Linked DNA regions of Mus musculus: regions 2, 3, 4, 5, 6 and 7 are each linked to region 1. The links are chromatin contacts, called in public promoter capture Hi-C maps. All regions are on one chromosome and are shown on one strand. Each heading gives the region's core, a stretch centred on a gene start, on an enhancer-like site or on the middle of the called end of the contact. The rest is flanking DNA. Distances are from core to core; before and after follow the strand shown.

The links. Promoter capture Hi-C pulls out the DNA fragments that hold promoters and counts their contacts. Capture Hi-C pulls out chosen DNA fragments and counts their contacts.
Region 2: a promoter capture Hi-C map of adipose tissue shows a contact between it and region 1, with 2.7 times the contacts expected there. The contact joins the promoter of Dlgap2 here to the promoter of 4931415C17Rik in region 1. A contact is called at or near these places in 2 of 39 promoter capture datasets (the C10 cell line and stem cell-derived epiblast-like cells) and 1 of 9 other capture datasets (adipose tissue).
Region 3: a contact with region 1 is called in a promoter capture Hi-C map of adipose tissue, with 2.3 times the contacts expected there. The contact joins the promoter of Coprs here to the promoter of 4931415C17Rik in region 1. A contact is called at or near these places in 2 of 39 promoter capture datasets (erythroid cells and liver) and 1 of 9 other capture datasets (adipose tissue).
Region 4: a promoter capture Hi-C map of liver shows a contact between it and region 1, with 4 times the contacts expected there. The contact joins the promoter of E230013L22Rik here to the promoter of 4931415C17Rik in region 1. A contact is called at or near these places in 4 of 39 promoter capture datasets (hematopoietic stem and progenitor cells, hippocampal neurons, liver and 1 more), 2 of 484 Hi-C or Micro-C datasets (B cells and CD4 T cells), 3 of 115 datasets of contacts at active chromatin or transcription factors (embryonic forebrain, microglia and pro-B cells) and 1 of 9 other capture datasets (liver).
Region 5: a promoter capture Hi-C map of pre-B cells shows a contact between it and region 1, with 9 times the contacts expected there. The contact joins the promoter of Naxd here to the promoter of 4931415C17Rik in region 1. A contact is called at or near these places in 10 of 39 promoter capture datasets (the 3T3-L1 cell line, the C10 cell line, the HPC-7 cell line and 6 more), 1 of 484 Hi-C or Micro-C datasets (CD4 T cells), 4 of 115 datasets of contacts at active chromatin or transcription factors (embryonic forebrain, embryonic stem cells, forebrain and 1 more) and 1 of 9 other capture datasets (liver).
Region 6: a contact with region 1 is called in a promoter capture Hi-C map of embryonic stem cells, with 2.2 times the contacts expected there. The contact joins the promoter of Ing1 here to the promoter of 4931415C17Rik in region 1. A contact is called at or near these places in 10 of 39 promoter capture datasets (the 3T3-L1 cell line, the C10 cell line, the HPC-7 cell line and 6 more), 1 of 15 datasets of contacts at CTCF or cohesin (pro-B cells), 9 of 484 Hi-C or Micro-C datasets (CD4 T cells, CD8 T cells, cerebral cortex and 6 more), 13 of 115 datasets of contacts at active chromatin or transcription factors (T-cell acute lymphoblastic leukemia, astrocytes, a beta-TC-6 cell line and 9 more) and 2 of 9 other capture datasets (adipose tissue and liver).
Region 7: a promoter capture Hi-C map of liver shows a contact between it and region 1, with 3 times the contacts expected there. The contact joins the promoter of Cdc16 here to the promoter of 4931415C17Rik in region 1. A contact is called at or near these places in 6 of 39 promoter capture datasets (hematopoietic stem and progenitor cells, liver, neutrophils and 2 more) and 1 of 484 Hi-C or Micro-C datasets (CD4 T cells).

What each region holds. Positions count from the first base shown.
Region 1 is chr8:12,670,871-12,673,946 of GRCm38.p6, reverse strand. 4931415C17Rik (RIKEN cDNA 4931415C17 gene) reads right to left here and starts at 1,520. Exons shown (of 2, transcript NR_166502.1): 1 at 922-1,520. Tubgcp3 (tubulin, gamma complex associated protein 3) reads left to right here and starts at 1,847. Exons shown (of 22, transcript NM_198031.1): 1 at 1,847-1,992. The coding sequence starts at 1,917.
Region 2 is chr8:14,094,313-14,097,388 of GRCm38.p6, reverse strand. Dlgap2 (DLG associated protein 2) reads right to left here and starts at 1,514. Exons shown (of 16, transcript NM_172910.3): 1 at 1,248-1,514.
Region 3 is chr8:13,888,666-13,891,741 of GRCm38.p6, reverse strand. It overlaps Coprs (coordinator of PRMT5, differentiation stimulator), which reads left to right and starts at 1,471. Exons shown (of 4, transcript NM_025556.3): 1 at 1,471-1,575. The coding sequence starts at 1,507.
Region 4 is chr8:11,476,289-11,479,364 of GRCm38.p6, reverse strand. It overlaps E230013L22Rik (RIKEN cDNA E230013L22 gene), which reads right to left and starts at 1,436. Exons shown (of 2, transcript NR_126558.1): 1 at 682-1,436; 2 at 1-224. Rab20 (RAB20, member RAS oncogene family) reads left to right here and starts at 725. Exons shown (of 2, transcript NM_011227.2): 1 at 725-1,037. The coding sequence starts at 866.
Region 5 is chr8:11,495,880-11,498,955 of GRCm38.p6, reverse strand. It overlaps Naxd (NAD(P)HX dehydratase), which reads right to left and starts at 1,450. Exons shown (of 10, transcript NM_001190357.1): 1 at 1,330-1,450. The coding sequence starts at 1,369.
Region 6 is chr8:11,554,789-11,557,864 of GRCm38.p6, reverse strand. It overlaps Ing1 (inhibitor of growth family, member 1), which reads right to left and starts at 1,408. Exons shown (of 2, transcript NM_011919.5): 1 at 820-1,408. The coding sequence starts at 955.
Region 7 is chr8:13,756,120-13,759,195 of GRCm38.p6, reverse strand. It overlaps Cdc16 (CDC16 cell division cycle 16), which reads right to left and starts at 1,540. Exons shown (of 18, transcript NM_027276.3): 1 at 1,342-1,540; 2 at 144-198; 3 at 1-56. The coding sequence starts at 1,389. The region is part of intron 1 of Gm46032 (a long non-coding RNA gene); the gene reads left to right.

The sequences.
Region 1 (3,076 bases), core at 271-2,770:
TTTCTGAGTTCGAGGCCAGCCTGGTCTACAGAGTGAGTTCCAGGACAGCCAGGGCTATACAGAGAAACCCTGTCTCAAAAAACCCAAAAAACAAAACAACAACAAAAAAACCTAGAGTTACAAGATGGTAAGATGGTGGTGAGCCACCATGTGGGTACAGGGACCTGAACCCAGGTCCTCTGGAAGAGCAGCTAGTGCTCTTAACCACTAACCCATCTTCCTAACCCATTTATGTATGTATGTATGTATGTATGTATGCACATACGTATGTGTGAGTGTGATTATTTTTGAGGCAGGGTTTCTCTGTTTTATAGCTCTGGCTGTCTATGAACTCAATATATAGATCAGACTTTCCTTGGAGACCACTTGCCTCTTCCAAGTGCTAGGATTAAAGGCATTGTGTCATCAAGCCTGTTTTTTTTTTTTTTTTTTTTTTTTTTTTTTTTTTAGCATTTTTTGGTCACTGGCTTAGTTGATTTACAATGTCCTAACTTGACTGACTTCATTTTGTATGGTGGAGGTGAGTGGACCAACTGAGGTAGTTGCTTTTCTCCTGCTCTGTGGGTTCTGGGGAACTCGAGTCACCTGACTTGGTGACATCAGCTCCTGTTGTCAAGACTGTGCTGGAGCAGCTACTTTCTAAGTGTTTTCATCTATCTGCTGACATTTCACTTCAAGTAGCCACACAGAAAAGCAAACCGCTCTGGCTTTTCCTGGCTCATTGGCCACCCTCAAATAACTGTCAATACATCTGCAATTAAATGTGTGAGTGCTCAGTCCAGAAAGCCACCTTAAGACTTCTTGCTGGGATCACTCCTATTACCAAAGGGCAGTGCTAGGACCACTCAACAAAACAGAGGCTACAGGGACTGAGGACTGAGCTCTGACTACATGGATGATGGAAACAGAAAAGTGGATCACCTGAAGGTTAGCTACTGGCCCCGGGGTGGAAGAAACACCAGGAATGACTGATAGTTATTCACTATGGCCTTATTCTAGACCTTCTGATGGAGCATCATCTGTGTGGGTGGTACAAAATAGGCTGGAGCTAAGAATGGGCTGAGAGCTGAGTGTTGAGAGTCTCGGCTTGTTAGAGTCGTAGTCAAATTCCAGGCTGAAGCCGAGAGTCTCCTCTTGCAGTTTCTATCGTTGGCTTCAACTGGCTGAGCTCCAGCAGGTACCATTTGTACAGGGAGTGAGTGTGTCCGCATTCTGTACATCACAGAGCGGGCAGGGAAGGGTGGCTAAGAGATCTGCGAGCAAAAGACGAATAAAGGTATGCTCTCCATTAAGCCACCTCTGAGTGCCACTGCTATCATAGTCCTGAGTCAGCGACTAAGAAGGGAGCTTTCTGCGGACCACCGAGCATCCGGGCAGGAGCGGCGGAGCTGGGCTCCCAGTGACGAGGACTCTCCTCCTCCTGCGTCCCAGACAGCACAGAATTTCTCGTGTCTGCGTCTGATTTTTCCTTTGCGGCAGCGCTCAAGCCTCTCCATCTCAGTATCCCCGTTTCCAGGACTACCTCCTGGTGACGTCAAGGGGCAGAGGTTCCAGACCTCTGAGAACTCACTTACGAGAGCCCTGCGTAGTAGTCCGGCGCCCCTGTCCCTGTGTGGCTCAAGCGCACTCGGACTCCGCATCCAGTGCTGTTCACAAGCAGCGCCCAGACCGCAAGCTGCGGACGCGTACGGGCATCCTAGGAACGCGTTGCTGCGAGCGTCGCCCAGCAACGACTTTTCCAGCGCGGAGAAGCTGCCAAGTGCAGAAGCCGGGAGAGCGCACGCGCGTCTCGCGCGGGAAGCGGTGCATTATGGGAGGCGCGCGCTTTTGCCGCTTCCGCGAATATGGCGGCGCCGTAGTTAGGGCGCGGGATCCTGGGGCGCGGGGAGGCTGCAGTGCGCAGTCCGGGCGCGGTAATGGCGACTCCGGATCAGAAGTCGCCCAACGTTCTGCTGCAGAACCTGTGCTGCCGGATCCTGGGCCGGAGCGAAGGTACGCGTCCCGGGGTTCAGGGCTGTGGAGACTGAGCGCCATGACCCCCGCCGGCCGGGTGCTGTTCTCCCCGGCCCCCGGGAAGGAAAGGGGTGCGGCTCGCGGACTGTCCCTGCCCTGGGGGCCCAGGCCGGAGCTGCTGTAGCGGCCGAGTTTGTTTTTGGGTTCGTCCAGACAGCACGGCAGCCTGCAGCTCTGCTTCTGCGTGCTTCTCACTCTGCTGTCACCTTTGCCTCTGGTGATGATGAGTCCTGGTTAGATGATGCTCGCTTATTCCTGGACGGTTCAGCTAGCGAATAATGCTTCTAAGAAGCCAGACCCCCAAGGCAGTCCTGCCCACTTTACCCGTACTGTCGCCGCCGTAGTTGGGGGTGGGGAAAATGTCAAGGATCTGGTTTCATGAAGCTCATTTTGGAGATGAGTGGGGACGCGTCTTGAGGGAAGGTTTTAGTAATTGACATGACTGGGTTGCCTTAGAATGTTGAGACAAATCGCGCAGGTTTTCAAGGGAAGACTTTAAACAAGAACCGAGTTTTAAAAACTGAGAGAGCCTTTTGATCTTTCATAATTTGTAACAACCTATGTAACAACTTGTCAGCGTAGAGGATGAATTACTGTGTCACTACTAAACCGTTGACTTAACTCCCTTCTTGCTTTATTCCTTGTAGTGTTTCACTGTGCAGTTTGTTCATGTAAGAAATCTTTGAGGCTTCCTCGACCCTATTATGCCATGAGAGATGCTCCTGTCTAATGGAGGGAATGTGACTAGCACGTTGGTGAATACACAGTGTTTGTGGGTGATAAAGGGCTAGGGAGAAGGCGGATAGGAGGAGCTTAGAGTTCCAGTATCTGGGGAGAGTGTGAGTGCAGAGGATAGTTTACTTTTCTGAAGGGAGTGATCCAGTCATAGGCAAAATTAGATAACTAAGGCTTAACACGCCATACCATCATTTTTCTTTTATTGCATTGGGTCCAAAATTTTTACCTTCCAGAAAGAACCTCGTAGTTATAGCTAGATTTTGAAGTTATTCATTATGAACTTCTAAATTTGAATTTTACATTAAGATCCCTTTTGATAGAAGTT
Region 2 (3,076 bases), core at 265-2,764, 1.4 Mb before region 1:
TACGCTTTAATCTCCAGCCCTGAAACGCCCACAGCTCGGACTGGCAGAGTTCATCAAGAGCGAGGGCGAATTCGCTGCCCGTTACTTTATACTCTTCATCGATACAAGCCGGCTAAGGCTGATCAGTCAGTCACGCATTTGGATTTCGACCCGGGCCGGAATCCACATCCATTTGAAAAGAAGGAAGCGACATGCGGGCGGCTGGCACCACATTCCCGAAGTGTTTTGAGTTTCGGGTGAGAAACGGCTAAGCAGCCGCGGCGCTCCCGGTTCCCTTTCACCTGCGACACTCTACGCCCGCCTAGGCACTGCCTGCTGCCCTTCCCCATCTCTTCTAACTCGGTATACAGCCCCGGCCCCTGCCTCGGGTCCCAGCGAGCATCTCCCGCCACCCAGCCGCTCCAGGAGGATGGGAGAGAAATCCCCTGCCCCGCCCGGCCCCACCTGGCCAGCGTCAAGCAGAGGAGCCGGTGCCTGCCGCCCCCCAGCCCTTCGCCGCGCAGGGCTGTAATAATTACATCCTCATTATTTCTTCTGCGATCGTTAGGGAAAGAGCCCGAGAACAGCAACAGCAGCTGCCGGGGGAGGCTTAGTTACAAAACCCTGCGCTGGGTAGCGCTTCGCTTAGCAACCACCCCTAAAAAAGCCCCCGTGCTCCCGGCTCGCACTTGGAGAGCCCAGCAGCGGCCACCCCCTCCCAAGCCCGAGGCCCAGGCCCTGCCGGGCGCGAAGGCTGTTGCAAAGGGCACAAGTGGCCCCTCCCCGCCTCCGCGACCCCAGTGCCCGTACCACCAGCTCCAAGCACCTTTCATTCATTCCCAGTCTAGGTCCGGGTGTCCACCCGGGCTTGGGGGAGGGGAAACCCAGGTCGCACCCCACTGCCCCACCAGAGTCCCTCTCTGGCCGGGGCCCCGGGCTGCACCCCCTTACCCGGCCTCGCGGAGCGGGGAATTTCACACCTCCGCCTCGCTCCTGCACCCAGGGAGCCCGTGTGCCAGCAATCCTGCCGCGGGGCGCTGCAGCCCGGAAGGACCCCAGCGGCGGACCCCGGAGCACCAGCCGTCCCTGGGGTTATTCTCACGCTCCCGGATCGGGTCCCCGGGAGCCTCTTATCCCCAACGCAGCCACTCAGGCAGGGCCCTCGCCGGTCCGGCTCGCAGCACCGCCCCCTCCCTGCCCCGACGGCACTCGCCACTTAGCGCCCAGGTCCCCGCATCCCGGTCCCCGCGGCCCCGCGCGTCTCGCACCTTCCTCAGAGCAGACATCCTTGGGCTTTCCTAGTTCAGTGGGTGCAGAGCGACATGGCAAGGTGGCCACCCCTCAGGCCAGGCGGTGCGCACAGCACTGCCGCCAGCTCCCAAGCTCGAGAATCCTTGGGTCCGTGCGTCGATCCGCAGTCTGTCTGTCCCCCGCTGCCGCTACCGCTTATCGCCTCCACCACCGCCACCGCCAGCGCCACCACCGCCGCCGCGCGCTCCGACCCCGTTCGAGCCCGGCGCACGGTCGGTCCTCACGGCCGGCGCCTGCGCACTCGGCGCCCGGGGAGGCACCGGCGCACTGGGGGGCGGCCGGTGCGTGGCTCCATCTGAGGAAGGGCCCAGCGCCACGCGCCTAGGGGGAGCGCTCAGGCCGCGGTGCCGCTGCCAATGGCAAGCCTGGCCCAGAGGTCGCATGGCGCTCACGGCCCGGGAGCCCGCGCACAGCGGATCCCAACTGTTGCGCGCAGAGCGTTGGGTCACTCCAGGACAGTGATGGTTCCCGGAGGGGGAGCGGAGAGGTCCCACACCGCGTGTGCTCCGTGTGTTTGTAGGTCAGCGTGGGAACCCACAAGCAAGCCAATGCGCCTGGGAAGGGCCAGCTCAATGTGAACCGAGATGTGGGATCTGCAGACGCATCGGCACCCTGAACTCTGCACGGTGAAAGCCTATTGGGCTCCCAGGTCATAGAGAGGGAGCGATGGAAGATAGGAGCTCTCAGCACTGGCCACTAAGAGAGCACAGTGCTGCTCTGGGTGCTGTGAAATAAGACCACTGTTTCCACCTGTTACCTCCCAGCTCTGGTAAACTGCTGCTTCTGGGCTCACAGGAATCCCCAGCACCTTGAACAGCAATCTTTAGTCATAAACCTGGTCCAGATAGAGGGCTGAGATGGTGTCGGCCCTTGTTTGCTGCTGCACTCGGAAGCAAAGAAAAAAAACTATCTTTTTTTTTTTCCTCAGCGAAATCAGAAACACAACAAAAAACAGTCTGGCAAATTCAGCAAAATTAGCCATATTTTGATGAAACCTAATTAGATTCGTGGGGATACCCTTTTTAGATCCACTGAACAGTCAAGAAAAGTTTCTGTGGCCTAGAGTAAAAGGTGCTGACAACTAAAGACATAGTTTGGCACCGGGCTCTGGGGATACTCACTACACCTGCTTAACCTTGGGCCGGTCTCTAGGCTCCGTGTAAATATAATAGGGGGCTTTCGTCTCCGTTGTCAAGAAGTTTAAATGTGACCAAAACTTAATCAATAAGGTGACTATTTACAGAAAGGTGAATGGGTGTCGAATAGAGGAGAGACAGGTGAACAGCCCTGTATTTCCCTAAATCCCAAGATCTTTTCCATAAAAACAGCCTCCATAAGATGTTTTTTCCTATGATCAATCAACTGCAGTGCACTTTCAGAGCAAAATACTAAGGTGTGTGAAAGATACACAAATGGATCAAAGGTATCTGATGTGACTTTTTTCTAGTGTTTGTAGCACACTCCATTTGGATTCCACTATCGAAAGAGAGAGAGAGAGAGAGAGAGAGAGAGAGAGAGAGAGAGAGAGAGAGGAAGGAAGGAAGGAAGGAAGGAAGGAAGGAAGGAAGGAAGGAAGGAAGGAAGGTGGGTTTCCAGACCTCGAATAAAAAATCTAGACTGCACATCAAGTTGAAGATTCTAATATCCACTTTTCTCCTCCTCTCCACGGTGCCCCCATCTTCCGGTCTTCCATCTCAGGCAAACGAAAGGAGCACAGTGGTGCTTGCTGTGAGCTCTTTTGGGTCGTGGACTTGTACCAAAACAGAAAGAAAGACTGTCCCTGGGC
Region 3 (3,076 bases), core at 222-2,721, 1.2 Mb before region 1:
TATTTTTAAAGCTTGTTATCATTCGGTGCAGATTTCTCTTTCAGTCAGAGTGTGGTGGCTCACACGTGTAATCTCTGCACTTGGAAAGCTGAAACAGACAGGAAGATCTCGATTTCTAATTGAACTTGGGCTGTCTAGCAAGACTCCTGTTCAAAACAAAATTGGAAGGTAAGTAAACATTTCTGATTCCTTTCCCCAAGCTGCTGTGGGAATAGCAATCATGCAGTGGGAAGCAAGTATCTCCTGAGAACAGGTTAGTCAAACGCGCGCTTGTGTGTGTGCGTGTGTGAAATCTATTTGTGTGTGTGTGTGTGAACGTGTGTGAATGTGTATGGGTGAATGTGTGTGTATATGTGTGAGAAATGTATGTGTGAATGTGTGTGTGAGAAATATATGTGTGAACGTGTGTGAATGTGCGCGCGCGAATGTGTTGTGTGTGAACGCTCATTTGTATGTGTATATGTGTGACAAATGTGTGTATCTGTGAATGTGTATGTGTGAATGTGTGAATGTGTATGTGTGCATGTGTGTGTGTGTGTGTGTGTGTGTGTGTGTGTGTGTGTATGTGAATGTACCTAAATACAATCTGCTCAGTCTATACAATGTTACTTGCATGTGTAGGGCTTCCAGGGCAGACCATTGGGTACTGAATAACCAACCACTGAATACTGGATAACCAACCACTGGGTACTGGATAACCAACGGTACTCTTCCTTGGGGAAGGCTATCTCTCCCACTCTCAGCAATCCTTAGTTGCCTATAGTTCTGTGTGTAGGGTTGAGGCTTTGTGAGCCAATTAGCATGTCTACTGGTATCATCTTTGTCCAGCTCCTGTTCCAGTAGTCATGTGGGCAAAACTTTTTAGCTGTAGCCTCTGACACTCCTAAGAGAAACGGAAAACGGAGAATTATTCAACAAAGTCACATTACTGACTTGGAGCACTGGCTTTTGACTCTAAGTTCCTAACACCACCTTGTTTTTGTGGTGGCACGTTGTTTTGCTCCTTTATCCTGGTTCCTTGCAGATTGACTTTAAAGACGATCATTAAATCAAAGCAGCATGTCTCCAGGCTGCTGGGTTATCATTTCAGATCATTTCAGGTTGCTGAAGTCCCTCATTAAGGGATGCTGTAGTGCGGGTGCAGCCTGCAATCTGGAAAACCCTGTGATTGGGTAGAGAGAAAAGTGATGGAGCCCATCGGCTGTGACTGTGTGACACCCGGGTGGGCTCTATGTGTCATTTCACAATGCAGTAGGAAAGCCCCGTGTGGCTGGGATGGCTCAGTGCCCAATCAGGCCTAAGGCTCGAAACCAGCACTAGAGGTCAGAAAGAGCTGTAGAGCCTGCGGTCCCGCACAACAACGCAGGTGGGCGTGCCGTCCGGCGCTGCCCCTGCGCCGCCCCGCCCCCTCGGTCGCCGCGCCGCCCCACGCCGATTGGCTTGTCCGCAGCCCGTCGGCCGTCACGTGCCGGAGCGTCCCAGGCGCCTGGCTGTGGGCGGCCGGGCATGGACCCTCAGGCAGCCACCGGTCGGGGCCCGGGCGAGCGGAGTTCGCAGGAGGCCCCCAGCGCGGAGGTGAGCGCGACGGGGTGGGGGACGCGGGCATCCGCGACCACCCAGGCGGGAAACCGCGGGGTTCACGCGCTGCCGGGAGGCCGCTCACCCGGGAAACGCCGGGGCCGCGCGAGTGCACGCAGAGAGCCTGGCCGGTAACGGCAGTGGGCGCGGGAACGCGCGCGGACCCGAGCCCTAGGCTGTGGCTGGCGCTGAAGGGAGAGGGACACTGGGGCTGCTGGGGAGCATCTGCGGGAGTGAATGCAGGGAACGCGGAGCTGGCTTCCCGGAGCCGGCTGCCCTGAGCCCGCTCCAGCCGCAGGGGGCTGGGTCAGGTGGGAGCTGCGAGGAAACGGATTTTTTTTTTCTCACCTTGAGGACCTCTGGCCATTGGTGGGGATGTGTAGCTGACCTTGGACGCCAGATGTCACCCGTGCTTTTTCCCATTTGATGAAACGAATGGTCCCCTTGTGACACGGGTTTTCAGAAACTTGTTTTTAAGTGCGCGCCATACAGCCTTTCCCCATGACCTGCCCGTATTGCATCCACCTACTGCGAGCTTCTTGACTGTAGACATCCTGTTTCCCAGAAGCCGCACCTATGCCTGGTGTATCCTAATTGGATGAATGAATAGAACGCTTACCAGAGCCTCAGTGATGGTACTTGAAGCTGCTATTCAAGTACCAATAGATTTGCAAAGAAAATCACTTTTGCAAAATAGGAGAGTGATGTTGTTAGGGCGGATCTGGAAAGGATGTTCTTGGGTGAGAGGGTAGGCCCAGCAAAGGTCTGGATATGAGAAAGGGCAAGGCAAATGGCCTTGGAGCTTGGGTCGGAGAGCAGGCTTCTTACAGAAAGGAACGTGAGAGTCAATATGAATGGCATTGCTGGTCTGTGATGGCAGTGGAGGGCTCGCGAAGCTTTTAAGTGGAAGGGTGAGCAGGAGTAGGGAGATAGGCGTGAGGTTCAAGTAAGAGGTCCAGCACCATAGGGGGCAGCAGTGGTCTGTGGTTATCACGGACTACAGGAGATAGAGTCATTAAAGCTCAGGGGTGACTAGATAATGAACGGTAATTAGGGTGAGTGCTAAGTACAGTTTATTTACATGCAGGATGAAGGCTGGAAAGACAGCCATGGTGGTCTTACAGAGTTTGGCTTGGCTCTTAGCACCCACAACAGATGTCTCAGCCCTCTGCAACTCCCTCTCCAGGGGATCCTCCTGGTATATTCACACACACACAAATATACACAAATAAAATAAATATTGCAATTTAAGTCAAAGAAGTGTTACTTCTTGCAGTCTAACAGGTGGTTTTGTTATTATTGTTGGCTTTATTGTAATATTTTTGAGACAGGGTCTCATGTAGCCCAGGAGCTGGGCTCACTCTGTGGCCAGGACTTCTGATCCTCCTGCACCTATCTCCTAAATGCTCAGATTACAGAGTGGCCCACCATGCCTGGTTTTATGTAGTGTTGGAAAAATCAGTGTGTAGCTTTGTGTACACTAGGCAGACACTTGACC
Region 4 (3,076 bases), core at 187-2,686, 1.2 Mb after region 1:
GCAACCAAGGTGCACCGAGGAGGAGCGCTGGGCACAGGCTGGGAAGCGAAACAGAGCCAAGGGAGCCTGTGACTAGACAAACACCAGGTCCTGGGCCTCTCCGCGGCTACCCGGGCTTTTGGAGGAACTGGAGCGTCCGAAGGAAGGCGCTCTGGAACTTTCACCTTAGGACCCAGGTCCTAGGCTCCAAACTTGGCGACATACAGGCTTTCAAAGGGTGGGGACTGTAAAAAAAAAAAAAAAAAGCGGTACTGTAGCCCTGCTAGAGTCAGGGGTGCGGGAAGAGGGAGGCTGGCGTGGGTTGGGCCAGTGGAGAGGGGTTCCAGGAAAGGGCTGGCTGGGCTGGAGAAGGGCTTGGAGAAGGTATGGGAAGGAGCTGGGGCGGGAGGTAGGGGCCAGGGCTCTGGGAAGGGCAGAAAAATAAAGGAGGAACGGAGTTTGGGATTATAGGGACGGACGCAGGACGGTCCTTGAGGGAGGGGGAATGGGAAAGAATGGGGAGGGGTGGGCGTGGGGCTGAGATTTAGCAGGCAGAGAAAGGGAATTTGGGGAAGGAGAGATAGGGAGTAATAGGAACGAGGCAGGGGTGATGGGGAGTGTGGAAGGGGCTTGGGAGAAGACTGGGGGCGGGGCCTAGGCGGACCAGGGGGCGTGGGGTGGGCGTGGCGGCCGGGCACCCACGTGGTCGCAGGGCTGCGTTCACACTCCGGTACAGAGCTGTGGCGCGCTTCCTCTTTGGCACTTCATCGAGTTCGGATCTCAGGCCAGGGCCACTAGAGTTCGGGGTCCCTGGAGGCCGGGGTCCGCGTCCCCTGGCATCCTGGGCGGGTGACCGAGAAGCGCAGGGGTCATCTCCTCCGCGGCTATGCGGAAGCCGGATGGGAAGATCGTACTGCTGGGGGACATGAACGTGGGTAAAACGTCGCTGCTGCAGCGCTACATGGAGCGTCGCTTCCCGGACACGGTCAGCACCGTGGGCGGCGCCTTCTACCTGAAGCAGTGGCGTTCCTTCAACATCTCCATATGGGACACCGCAGGTGAGGGCGGCGCCGCCGGGACAGGCGGGCTTCGGGGCTCTGCGGGGTCGAGGAGTCGTCTGTGGGCAGCCGCGGGGTCTCCACTTTGGGCTGTGACATTCATTGCACCTCTGTTCCCACTTGCCTTGCTTTGCCGATTGAGAAAATCTCCAGTTCAGCAGCACTCTGTGCGTCTTCGCGAAGATTCGGGTTATCCTGGGAGAGATCTCCGATCAGTACGACTCTCGCTTCTTAGGTGCTTTAATGTCCCCCTCAGGGTGCCCTCCTTTGGTGTACAAAGCAGCCTTGGGAGTTGAGCACCGCTGCTATTACCGACTTCTTTATGAACGAGGAAACTGAGTCAGAGAGCGTTGGACCACTCTGCTGGATGTAAGGCGACTGGGAAGTAGAGTTGGAATCGCCCAGCCTCCTCGACTCACGGTTATTTACCCAGTGCCGAGTCTTGGCTGGTGCGCAAGTCACGTGAGTGGAATAGCTTCCTGTACTGGCATTTTTAAGATAGGTAGTGAATTATTTTTAGTGCGTGTACAACTTCGTCTTGGACTTTCCCGATTAATTTGCTTCTGTCTTCTCCCTTTTCCATGATAAAGAAATAAGATACTTTAAGTGAAACAAACGAACCCGGAAATAGTATGGTATAGTTTCAGGGAGAGAGGTTTCCAATGTATGAAACTCCCAAGTTCTGACTTTTTATGTTGTGTAAAGTGTGGTGGCGCACGCCTTTAATCCCAGCACTTGGGAGGCAGAGGCAGGAGGATTTCTGAGTTCGAGGCCACCCTGGTCTACAGAGTGAGTTCCAGGACAGCCAGGGCTATACAGAGAAACCCGTCTTGAAAAACCAAAAAAGAGTGATGTACTCAAAAGCCTCGCTCCTAATCCCTGACTCCTTGTCTTGCGCGTATCAATCTGTTGGCTATGTAATACATTCTGATCAAGCTGAGTTAGTGAAGGTCTGGGGAGCTTCCCTCCCTCCTCTGTCTTCCCCGTTCCTTACTTAGCCACCGTGGGAAATGGACTGATTTCTACTTTCCCTGTCTTTCCTTTGGCTCTGGTCTTTACTCCGCGTTGCAGGCAGAGCCTCCGAGTTTTCTCAGGCTGTCTACCTGCCACTGAGCACTCATGAATGCAATATCTCAGAGTCAAGACTAGTCAGACTCTGGACTCCTTTTCCAGCCTCCGACAGAGCTCCGCCTCTACGCTTGGCTTAAATGGCTTGCCTGCTGCTCTGGGTTTGTAAGAGGAGAAAGCAGAATTGGTCAGCTTTCCCCACACCTCTTAATGTTTCTGGAGTAGCGATAGATGTGTGGCCGACACAGCACAGGGTAACTGTGTCCCCGCTAGCTGTTTCAATTTGGTGGGTGGAGCCACTTTCTTCGTCAAGGCCGAGGATATGATGAATCCGGAATGTTGGTCAGCAGGGGATTTTGTAACACTGCCTGAGAACTTGCTGATTCCCTCTGTGGGGGCGGGAGCCGTTCAACTCATTTCCAGGCCTCCTCGGCTGCTTTTGTGTTCCTGGAAGCCTAAGTGTGAAGGCAGATGACGGGAGCCTTGCCGGGTGGCCAGGCCCCCTCTTCACATTCTTGATGTCTGTGTACACATGCTCAGGGGAACAAGGTACAGAGTCAACAGTGGTCCATATCACCAACTTTGTGCCTGCTTTGCTGGGCTGCCAGTCGCCTGGAGGGAGCAGAGAAGACGGGTTAATATTGTTCGGGATTCTGTGTGGAACATCTACCCTAAAGGGTTACCTTTTCCTGCATTGTGTACTGTTTAAAATCCCTGCCCTCTCCCCAATTGACCCTTTAGCATAGCAAACCAAAACCAGCTTGCCGCGACAGGCAGGTTGGGGGGAGGGGTGGCAGGCACACACCTGTGAGGGCTTTGGGACGTGCAGTAGTCAGAGCCATAGCACTTGGTTAGTTTGTGTTTGACTCTTGACAAAGTTAAAGCCAAGCCGGGCGTGGTGACGCACGCCTTTAATCCCAGCACTTGGGAGGCAGAGGCAGAGGCAGGTGGATTTCTGAGTTCAAGGCCAG
Region 5 (3,076 bases), core at 201-2,700, 1.2 Mb after region 1:
TCCTGAGCAGGTGGCATTGGGTGACAGAAGAAACAGAGCTACACCATGGTCTCTGCTTCAGTTCCTGCCTGACTTCCCTTAAAGATGGCTGCGACCTGGAAATACAAGTTGAAATAAACCTTTTCCCCACAGGTTGCTTTTGGTCAGGGTGATTAACATAGCAACAGACAGCAAACCAAAAGTCTGCACCCCACAGGGAGAGAATGCTAAGATAACACCTGAGACTAACAAGCATTTTCCTGCTTTGCTGTCACTCAACAGTATGTTGCTCTCTGTCCTTGACGATGAATCTGTTCCACAATAGGATGCCGTTGGGATACCCTGACGAGTCAGGCACTTTGTACCAAGACAGAGAGCTCGGTTAGTAAAAGGCTGGAGGAGAATCGACTAGATTTTCCGACACTTTACACTGGATCACGTTTTAGTTGGCTTACTGCCACTCCTGGTGGATTTATCCCCTGAAGTATTAAGAGAGAACTTAAAATGTAAATACTATTGACTTTGTCGCCAAGACTATCCAGAGTCTGGAAAAGCAGGTCGAGCCTGTCTGCATTTTGTTGGCGTAAAGAAACCATGGCTGAGGAAGACAACCATGGCTTCTGTGCCCCAAGGGCTTTAAGTTAATGTGAAGTCTAAGCCGGAGCATGCGACAGCAGTCCTTATATTAAGTGAGATTCACTCTAAGCACCGTTTTCTTTTCTTTTTAGATTTATTTATTTTTATTTATACAAGTACACTGTAGCTGTCTGTCCTCAGACACACACCAGAAGAGTGCATCGGACCCCATTACTGATGGTTGTGGGCCACCCTGTGGTTGCTGAAAATTGAACTCAGGACCTCAGTGCTCTTAACCGCTGAGCCATCTCTCCAGCCCAGCACAGCCAGTTGAAAGGTCTAAAGCCCAGAACTCTACCAGGTCTTTGCCAGACATTTAGCAAGTCAATCTAGTAATGAAACCTCAGTGCGCACAAAGAAAGGCAATTACCAAGAGAAAAACAGTCTCTAAATAAAGGGTTATTCAAAAGCCTTTCTATAGGTGTGGCAAGTCGAGCCAGTGTGTGGACGCGATCCAGCTCAGGAAACGGCCCGCATCTCCTGCATAGGCCCCCAATAACTCGGGGGAGCGGGGGGAGCCTAGTCCTCACGCAGGCCGGTCCCACCGGCTTCCCGGCGCTGAACGCGCAAGCGCCAGGCAGAAGCGACCCCGGCCGGTACCTGCGTACAGCGGCGACCACTGGAGCGCGATCGCGGCGGAAAGCAGCGCCACCACGGCCGCCGCAGCCCCACAGGCGTGAACGGCCATCCGCGGGACGCCCGGATCGATCTTACCTCCCCCGCAGGCGCGGATTGCCACACAGCGGACTCCCATGGCGGTCCAGCGCACTTCCGGGTTCCCAGGTGTCCCCGCGCGGACGCCGGGCCACCGCCATTGGTCTTCTGGGCTCCGCCCGGCGGCCCCAGCTTCCTGCACCGCCGGAAGCGTACTCCGGGTTCATCCCACCCCCAGGGTCAGCGTCCATCAATTACCCTCCGCTTACTCCGCTTGACCAGCGAGGCACCCAATCCGGCCTGGCCCCAGGTTAAGCGTTGTGGTAGCCGGCTCACTGAAGAACCTTGGCGGTTTAGGGACCTATTTCTTTTTTATTCTATAGCGTTTTGTTCGTGAACTTGATGGTTCACGATTCCCTTGGAGGTCAGCTTCCTTGGCAGCCTGTCCATAGCTGTGCTGCCCAACTAGATGATGTCTTTGGCCCTGGTGCGTCCCACAGCTAGGTCTAAGGCTTAGCATCTCTCAAACCATTTTCTGGCCTCGGTTCCTCGAGGTCTTTGTTGTCTCAATAGTAAGATAGGCAACCTCATGGTTACAACAGCTTACGCCCCCAAACCGGAAAGCATCCTGACTTAGTTCTTTCATACCCATGCCTCTTGTGCCTTTGATACTGCTTTTGACCTGTCTTTGATACTTCCACTTGTACCCTGTATGAAGCCTGGCTGAGGACAGTAGCCGCCTGGGTTGTTTTCTACAAAGTGACACAAACCGATGGCCTAAGTGTATAAACTGGCGTCTTGACCTCTCTGTGGTATGGCTAACCAAAGGGTTTTTATTGTAGATTGAGACAGAGACAGAGACAGAGACCAGACAGAGGCATCTGTGAGAGTTCAGAGCAGAGAGAGAAAGAACTAGACTGGACATGGCCAGGGCTATCAGAGAGGGGAGAACAGCAGGAGATGAAGGATATATAGAGAGAAGCAGAGAGAACACACAGCAAGAACAGTAAGGAGAATAAACGGGTGGGGTGGGCATGGGAGGCGGTGAGGTGAGAAGGTTAGCATGGACTTTGAAACGTGTAGCAGATAACTTGTGATACTGAGGGAGCCTGGAGGGCAGCATGAGCTTTGAAATGCTCAGAAACACCACAGGTAGCTATTTATGTATCTGTCCTTTCTGCCCAGAAGCCTAGGGGAAGCAGCTTTACAAATTCCTGAGGAATGCTAGCTTTTATCTAACACCCAGGAATTCTGCAGTCCAGGTTGAACTTATCTGGATGTTTGAACTGCCCTTTTGGAGTTTGGAGAACTGGAATTTCCTTTAGACCTAACGTTAAAGAATATTCGACCCTTTGACGTTGTGACACTATTGTTACACCGTGTTACTATTGCAGTAATTTTATAGGGTTGTTGTGACACTATTGATAAAATGTGTTACTGTTACAGTAATTTTATAGGGTGTTTCTGCCTGTTCTAGCCCTTAGAGATGCTCCTGAATAAAAGACACAGAAAACTGGTTTTTTATCAATAGGCTCTCAGTGCTCTGTGGGGCAGATTCTGAGCTTGTCTAACCTACATCTCAGCCTTAGGTCCCATGTTACTTGCCAGCTGAGTCTTGCTCTGTTTGCTCTCCTCCATATGTGTCCTTGTTGCGATAAATCTCCAATCCACAAAAGCCTGGGCAATGAAAACACAACTCAATTAGTATGAATACATGCTATGTGCCTAGACTGGGCAGATCTACCACTACACTACCATCTTCCCCATAGAAGAGACCCCTTAGAATTTGCAGTTTCTCCAGACCAGG
Region 6 (3,076 bases), core at 159-2,658, 1.1 Mb after region 1:
CCACGTTCAAAACAGAGCCCCCTGACCTCACAGCAAAGTTTCCCCAACAGCCAACAGTTCCCGGCGGGCACGCAGGCTCCGCCTCTTCGCCACTCTGGGCAGCCCGGGTCTTCGGGTGGGCTGCAGGTCCCTCACCTGCCCCGCTCCTCTCCAGCCAGAGCCCAGCTCGCGTCCACCGATCGCAGCGCAGTCGTACACCTAGTCGGCTGCGATCCTCCCTTTCACCCTCTTCCTCCCCAAGACACACCGCGCCGGCGCCCCTCGCAGTCGGCCCGGAGCCCTGTCCAGAGCCAAGAGAGGGCCCAGGAGAGCAGGGCCTGGGCGATCGCGCGACCCCGAGTCAGGACTGCCCAGTACTTTATGTAACACTTAGAACCAGAACCTGGCGGGAGGCGGCGACTCTCCGGACCCGCACTCAGCTCCGCCGGAGTACGGCCCGCAGCCCTCTCTCTAGCCCGGTGCCCGCGCCCTACGGCCGCGGCGCCCGCATAGCACTCCACCTCGCGCGGCCGCCTTCACCCCCTCCCCGAGGACGCGGCCGAGCCCCGCGCCCCCTCCCCCGCAGCACCGCCTCATCACTTCACTACAAAGAGCGCTTTGGTCGCGCAGCCTTGCAGCCAGCCGTTCGCGCTCCTTCCTTCTCCATGTCCCGGAGCTCGGTACACAAGGACCTCGGCGTATCAAAGGCGCTCCAGACCTTTTGTTCCTAGCCCTCCGAGGACGCTACCGGGCGCTCCGGCTCCAGCAGGACCGGTCAGCCTCGCCGCCGGGACCCAGGGATGGACGCGGCCGCCCCCGCCCATCCATCACCCGCCGTACCTTGGTATTTGGCGTCGATCTCCCGCATCAGCGAGACGTTCCTCTGCAGGTCGAAAGGCAGTGACTCGATTGAGTCCAGGTAATCCTCCACATAGTTCACCAGGTGGATCTGCTCCCCGTTGGCAGGACTCAACATGGTTCACCCCGGAGGTCCCCGGCGATTCGGCGGCTTTCCGCTTCCTCCACCCCCCGCCCCCCTCAAACAGCACTGCAAAATGCAAAGCTCTCTCGCCCTTCCGCGCCCCCCCGCCGCTCCGGCCGGGCTGGCCGGCGGCTACATCTGGCGCCTGCCGCGCCGCCTCCGGGGCCGCGGGGACCCCGGCGCCTGCAGGCGCGGGCCGCGGCGGCCGAAGCTCAAGCGCACACCCCGCCGGCCGTGCAGGCCCCCTCCCGGGCGGCGGGCGGCGCGGGGGGCCGTGCGTACTAGCGCGCACACACCCAAAGAGGGCCGGCCACCGCCGCCCACCCGCCACCAGCGTGGAGAGCGGAGAGAGCGGGGCCGGCTGCGGGAAGGGCGCGCTCCGCCGCCCGCCTCGCCGCACTTGTCCAACGTGGAAAACCCAAATACCAGTTTCAAACACTTGGGAAACATTCAGCCCCGCGCGCAGCGCGCATGCGCCCCGCCACCCCTCCTCCCGGAGGCGGCCCCGCCCCCACCGCATTCACGCCCCTCACCGTCCCGGGCCGGGGGGCGGCGGGCCGCGAGGCCGGCCCGCGCGGGGGCGTGGCCTGTCATTGTCGCTGGGGGCCAGGGTCGCCGAGGGGACAGCGGCGGGGTCGCCTGGGCAGGGGAGACCGGCGACGCGAAACTTTACTAGGAGTTTGACACTCGGTGGCGGACCTACTGGGCGGAGCCGCACGCCGGCCGGGAACCGCGGGGTGCTAGCCTGCTCCTCGAGACACGCCGGGGCCGGACGAGCCTCCAGATCGCTGCCTTCAAACCGACTAACCTGAGAAGAGCCACCCTCCGCTGGGTTAACTGCATTCCCCCGCCTCCTAGCGCGGTATAAATAGGGCCCCCGAACAGAAATGGCAACGGCGTCAGCCAATCCCCTTGCGACTCTTACCTCTGCGGCCAATCTGGACGAGAAGGAGGTGTGGTGGGATCGGCAACGCCCCCCGCACGCCTAGTACTAGAGAGCTGTCCTCTTCCAGGAGGGACGAGCGGGCGGAGCCGAGCGAGGCGGAAGTGGACGCGCAGGCGCAGCTCCCTGGCGATGGATGCGGACCCGCGCGGGAGGGCAGCTATCGACACGCAAAGGGACCACCACTCCCAGCATCCTCGGCGCCTCCACGCGCCTGCGCCTTCCGCCCCCATCGTCCCTTTGTGTCGCCTCCCGGTGCTGGGTTTAGAATGGCCTGGAGACAAAGGGGCCCCCGAGGGGTGCTCTTTTCAGCGCGGAGATCTACGGTGGGCGGGCTGGCGGGAGCAGCTCTTCTCTGATCCTAACTAGCTCTTCCCCTCCCTGCCGCATCTGAGGCTGCCCATGTCCTCGTCACACTGAGTTGGCAGCGGGCACCGCAGTGTGCTTCCCGCAGGGGAGCACAACCTTCAGCTTCCCATCCCGCCCTTCCCCCACAGCTGCCGGATTTAGGGCTTTCTGAAAAGCCCGGGCAGAGCGAGGGGTTGCCTAGGCGACGGGCCCCGGCGGTCCCGCCCTCTTCCTGCCTAGGCACCGCCCTGGGGCGGAGCCTGGCCTGTGGTCGCCACATTCGCGCCTTTGTATGGCTGGGACTGTGGTGCGGCTGTCCTATTCGCCCCTCTGAGTCCCAGGTCCTCAATCTTGCTCGGCCGCCTGGGCGAGAGCGGTGGACCCGCTGCTGTGGCCTCAGGTGCGCAGGGCTGGTGATGGCGCTCTGCCTCGCCTGCGGTGTCTGCTGCGCCGGGTCAGCTCGCAGCCTTCAGCCATCTGGAGTTTGCCGTGTTTCAGCCTCAGGCATTCATCCTCCGGCAGAACAAGACTCACCGCTTCAGAACTAGAGGGTGTAATTGGAAAGGATTTGGAACAGGTTCAGGAAACACTGTGATGCCCTACCCCCTTCGGCAGGTGTGAAAGTACTCCATGCAACCCCGTGACATCTACGACATTTCCAACGCTGTATATCTTAAATAGAGTCTTGTGGAGGGTCATAACGCAGCCAGAGACTGTCAGTTGAGTTAGATCGTTCAGATTGGGTCGTTTGCTTCTGAAGCACAGGGCAGTGCATTTCTGCAGGAGGAAGTTCGCTTGGCTGTCTGGTGCTGGTTTTTACTAGC
Region 7 (3,076 bases), core at 291-2,790, 1.1 Mb before region 1:
GTACTGCGCTGTGAGGTAAAGGCACTGAGCCAACCAATAAACATCCTGGGGCTCCTCTGAGGGGCAAAATTACACAAGTGGTCAGAGGCTCATGGGGAGCTTTCTAGAGATTAATTAGGGGAAATAAATTGCATGTCACTCACCATGAGAGAGTGAAGCTACCTTGTCTGCCCAAAACAGAGCACTTTGATACTGTTGCTGCATACAAAAAGCAAACACAGGGTGACTGCTGTTGCCCCCACAGTCGACTAATATAAATCCACACACCAAATCCACCACTCACTACAACACGTTCTTAGATGTAGCACGGGGCCCACCAATCACCTGTATTTTACAGCTCAGCTAGTGTGAGTTTTAGGTCGTCATTACCGTAAGAACTTCATATATACAATTCAAGATAGCAGTTTAACTCATACACTACCAAAAATGTATCAGCTAGTATCTAAAACAGTGCATAAGCGATTGAAATGCAGTCATCTAGAACTTCTGATACTGACATTTATGTAATAACACTTCCCACAAGCTCAAATGAATCCTAAAGTAGCATCTAGCAGAGCACTAGATTCAAATATTTCACAATTAAACCCATAACCCTTAACAGTCACTGGTCATGGGCAATGTCGCCCCCTGTAGTCAACTCTAACAACACTTAATCTGACAGCGGAAAGACACTCAGGAATCTGTCCTGGTTAGTGCTGATCCCTAGCTCTTACTGCCTCTGCCTCAGTTCCTCAGGATATAGTCAGAACAGGGTAGCCCAATGAGTAGCCAGGAGAAAGTCTTATGGACCCGAGAATCTGCTCTGAACAGATGCCCCCAGAGTGAAAAAAGAGGCCCACATTGTCCTCTCTACATCTCAGTGCCAAAGAAAATAATCACAAACCGACTGCCCCTTAGCACGCAGCCTTCCAGCGAAGTGCAAACCTCTGGCTCATTCACTTAGCATCTCTTCCGTTTCCCATTTATCGGGAGAGCAAGCATTTTAGCAAAAAACCAAATGACATGACAATGACGTGGACCCCAGAGACACCCCTTCCCTCGAATAGTCCCGGCTTGTCCACTCGAGAGCAGCGCGGAGGCTGAAGATCCAGCACGGGGTATTGTTTCCAGTCCTAACTGGAGACAGCTAGCTTGTCTTCCCAAGTATTCTGTCCAATAAGAAACACAACTAAATCCTCCCAAATGTCCTACGGTCCGGCCAGATTCCAAGGTCCCAGTGCAGCCGTCCCAGCCCAGCCCAGCCCTGCTCCCGCAGTCCACGCAGGATCGGAGCCATCGGGGCCGCGCTCCCCGCCGGGCCCCACCGCCCCGAAGCCCAGCGTCCGGCCCCCCGCCGCGCACCTGGTCCAGGTACTGCCGGACGCGTTTGCGCAGCGGCTCCAGGTTCATGGCCGCGAGGCCAGGGCAGGCACCCGACGCCCTCTCGAGCCTCCGCGCGCCCCCGGGGTGTCGAGGGACCCAAGCCCGCCGACCACCGCCCGGACCAGACCCCGCGCGCCACACGGCACTTCCGCTCCGACAGGCCCTACCCCGGAAGTCCCGTGCAAAAGCGTTCCCCCCGTCGGGTGTGTGCCCACTCTAATGGTTCCGTGGCGATCTTGGGCGCCAGCTCCTAGTCCTAACCTGTTCGCCTTTGTCCGGGAGGGAAAAGGGATCTAGCGGGACTCCGTGCCTTCCGGGAGTGGAAGAGACGCTTCTATAGCTACCCTTCTCCCTACCGGATATTTTTAAGATCGAATTTTTCTCTCTACAGTCCTGGGTGGTCCAGAGCTGTCCCTGGGTACCAGACTGGCCTCTTACTTTCAGACTCCTACACACACACACACACACACACACACACACACACACACAAACACACCTCCTTGGGTGCTGGAAATAAAGAGGTCCATCACCACACAGGGTATTTTGTGTTCTTAAAATTCCATTCTGTGCACTGTGCAGCCTTTTGAAAGTATAGAGACTGGTACCACTCAAATGTTCTGCTCTCACCCCTGTGAGCAGTTGGCTGCATCCTTTTCTGTGAATGACACATATGTATGACAGGGTAATATTTTAAGGACACACACACTTTTCCTGTCTTCTCCATTTGTAGGTAGTGATCCAACCGTACTTATTGACTTGAAGCGGGTGTGTGGTAAGGCATAGTTGACCATATTTACGGCTGTTTTCATTCATTTTACGAATAGAATTGTTTTATAAAGGAAATTTGTGCTGTCACCACAGATGGTAAACATCAAAGACAGGAATTTAATCTTTAAGTCAGATGTTATTCAGAGAGCTAGTTATCTGAGAAAGAAGCGGATTAACATTCTAACACCCCGTCTTTTTATCTCATCTCCAGCCAAGAAAACCTTATAAAGAGCAAACAAAGGCAATTATTCCAAAGTTTAATACTGCCTCTGGTCAAGGGTCAGCCTTACTCCTGAGATTATACTGGTTTGTGTCTCCGTATGTCTCCTGCACTTCTTCCTGTTATTGCTCTGTGCAGCTGGGTTTGCACCGTCCCAGGCTGCCGAGACCTTCATTGTTCCTGGAGAGACACTTGGGACAAACAAACGATTAGCAGTGTGTATGTGTTGAGCTATTTGCAGAATGCATTGCAGGTTTCTTTACGACAGTACGAAGCACAAGTGTATGCTTGCAGAATATTAAGGAGCCCCATCTGCCTCTCCTGTCTGCAGTGAATTTTCCTGAATTGTCTTGAGTTTCCCATGATCTCTCTGTAAAGCCTACAACAACACTATGGAGTTCCTCTTTTCCTTTGTCTTCCCAGATGTAGCGACTACAACATATCCTACCTAGCATATCCTACCTAACATATCCTACCTAGCATATCCTCCTCTGCATCCTTTCTGTACTTTGTCTGTGTGTGTAATTACAAATATATCTCCTCTTCTACAAGCAAGCTGAGAGGTACAATATTTCATTCTGAGACGTGCTTGGCTCACGAGGATACTTTAAATGCTTTTCTTCATCGGAAGCCACCTTGTTCTTTGCGATGTTTTATAGAGTTCTCCAGTCTGTGGCGGTAGGTCCCATGTGACAGAGGAGAGCTATAAATGTGGCCCAAGGGAAT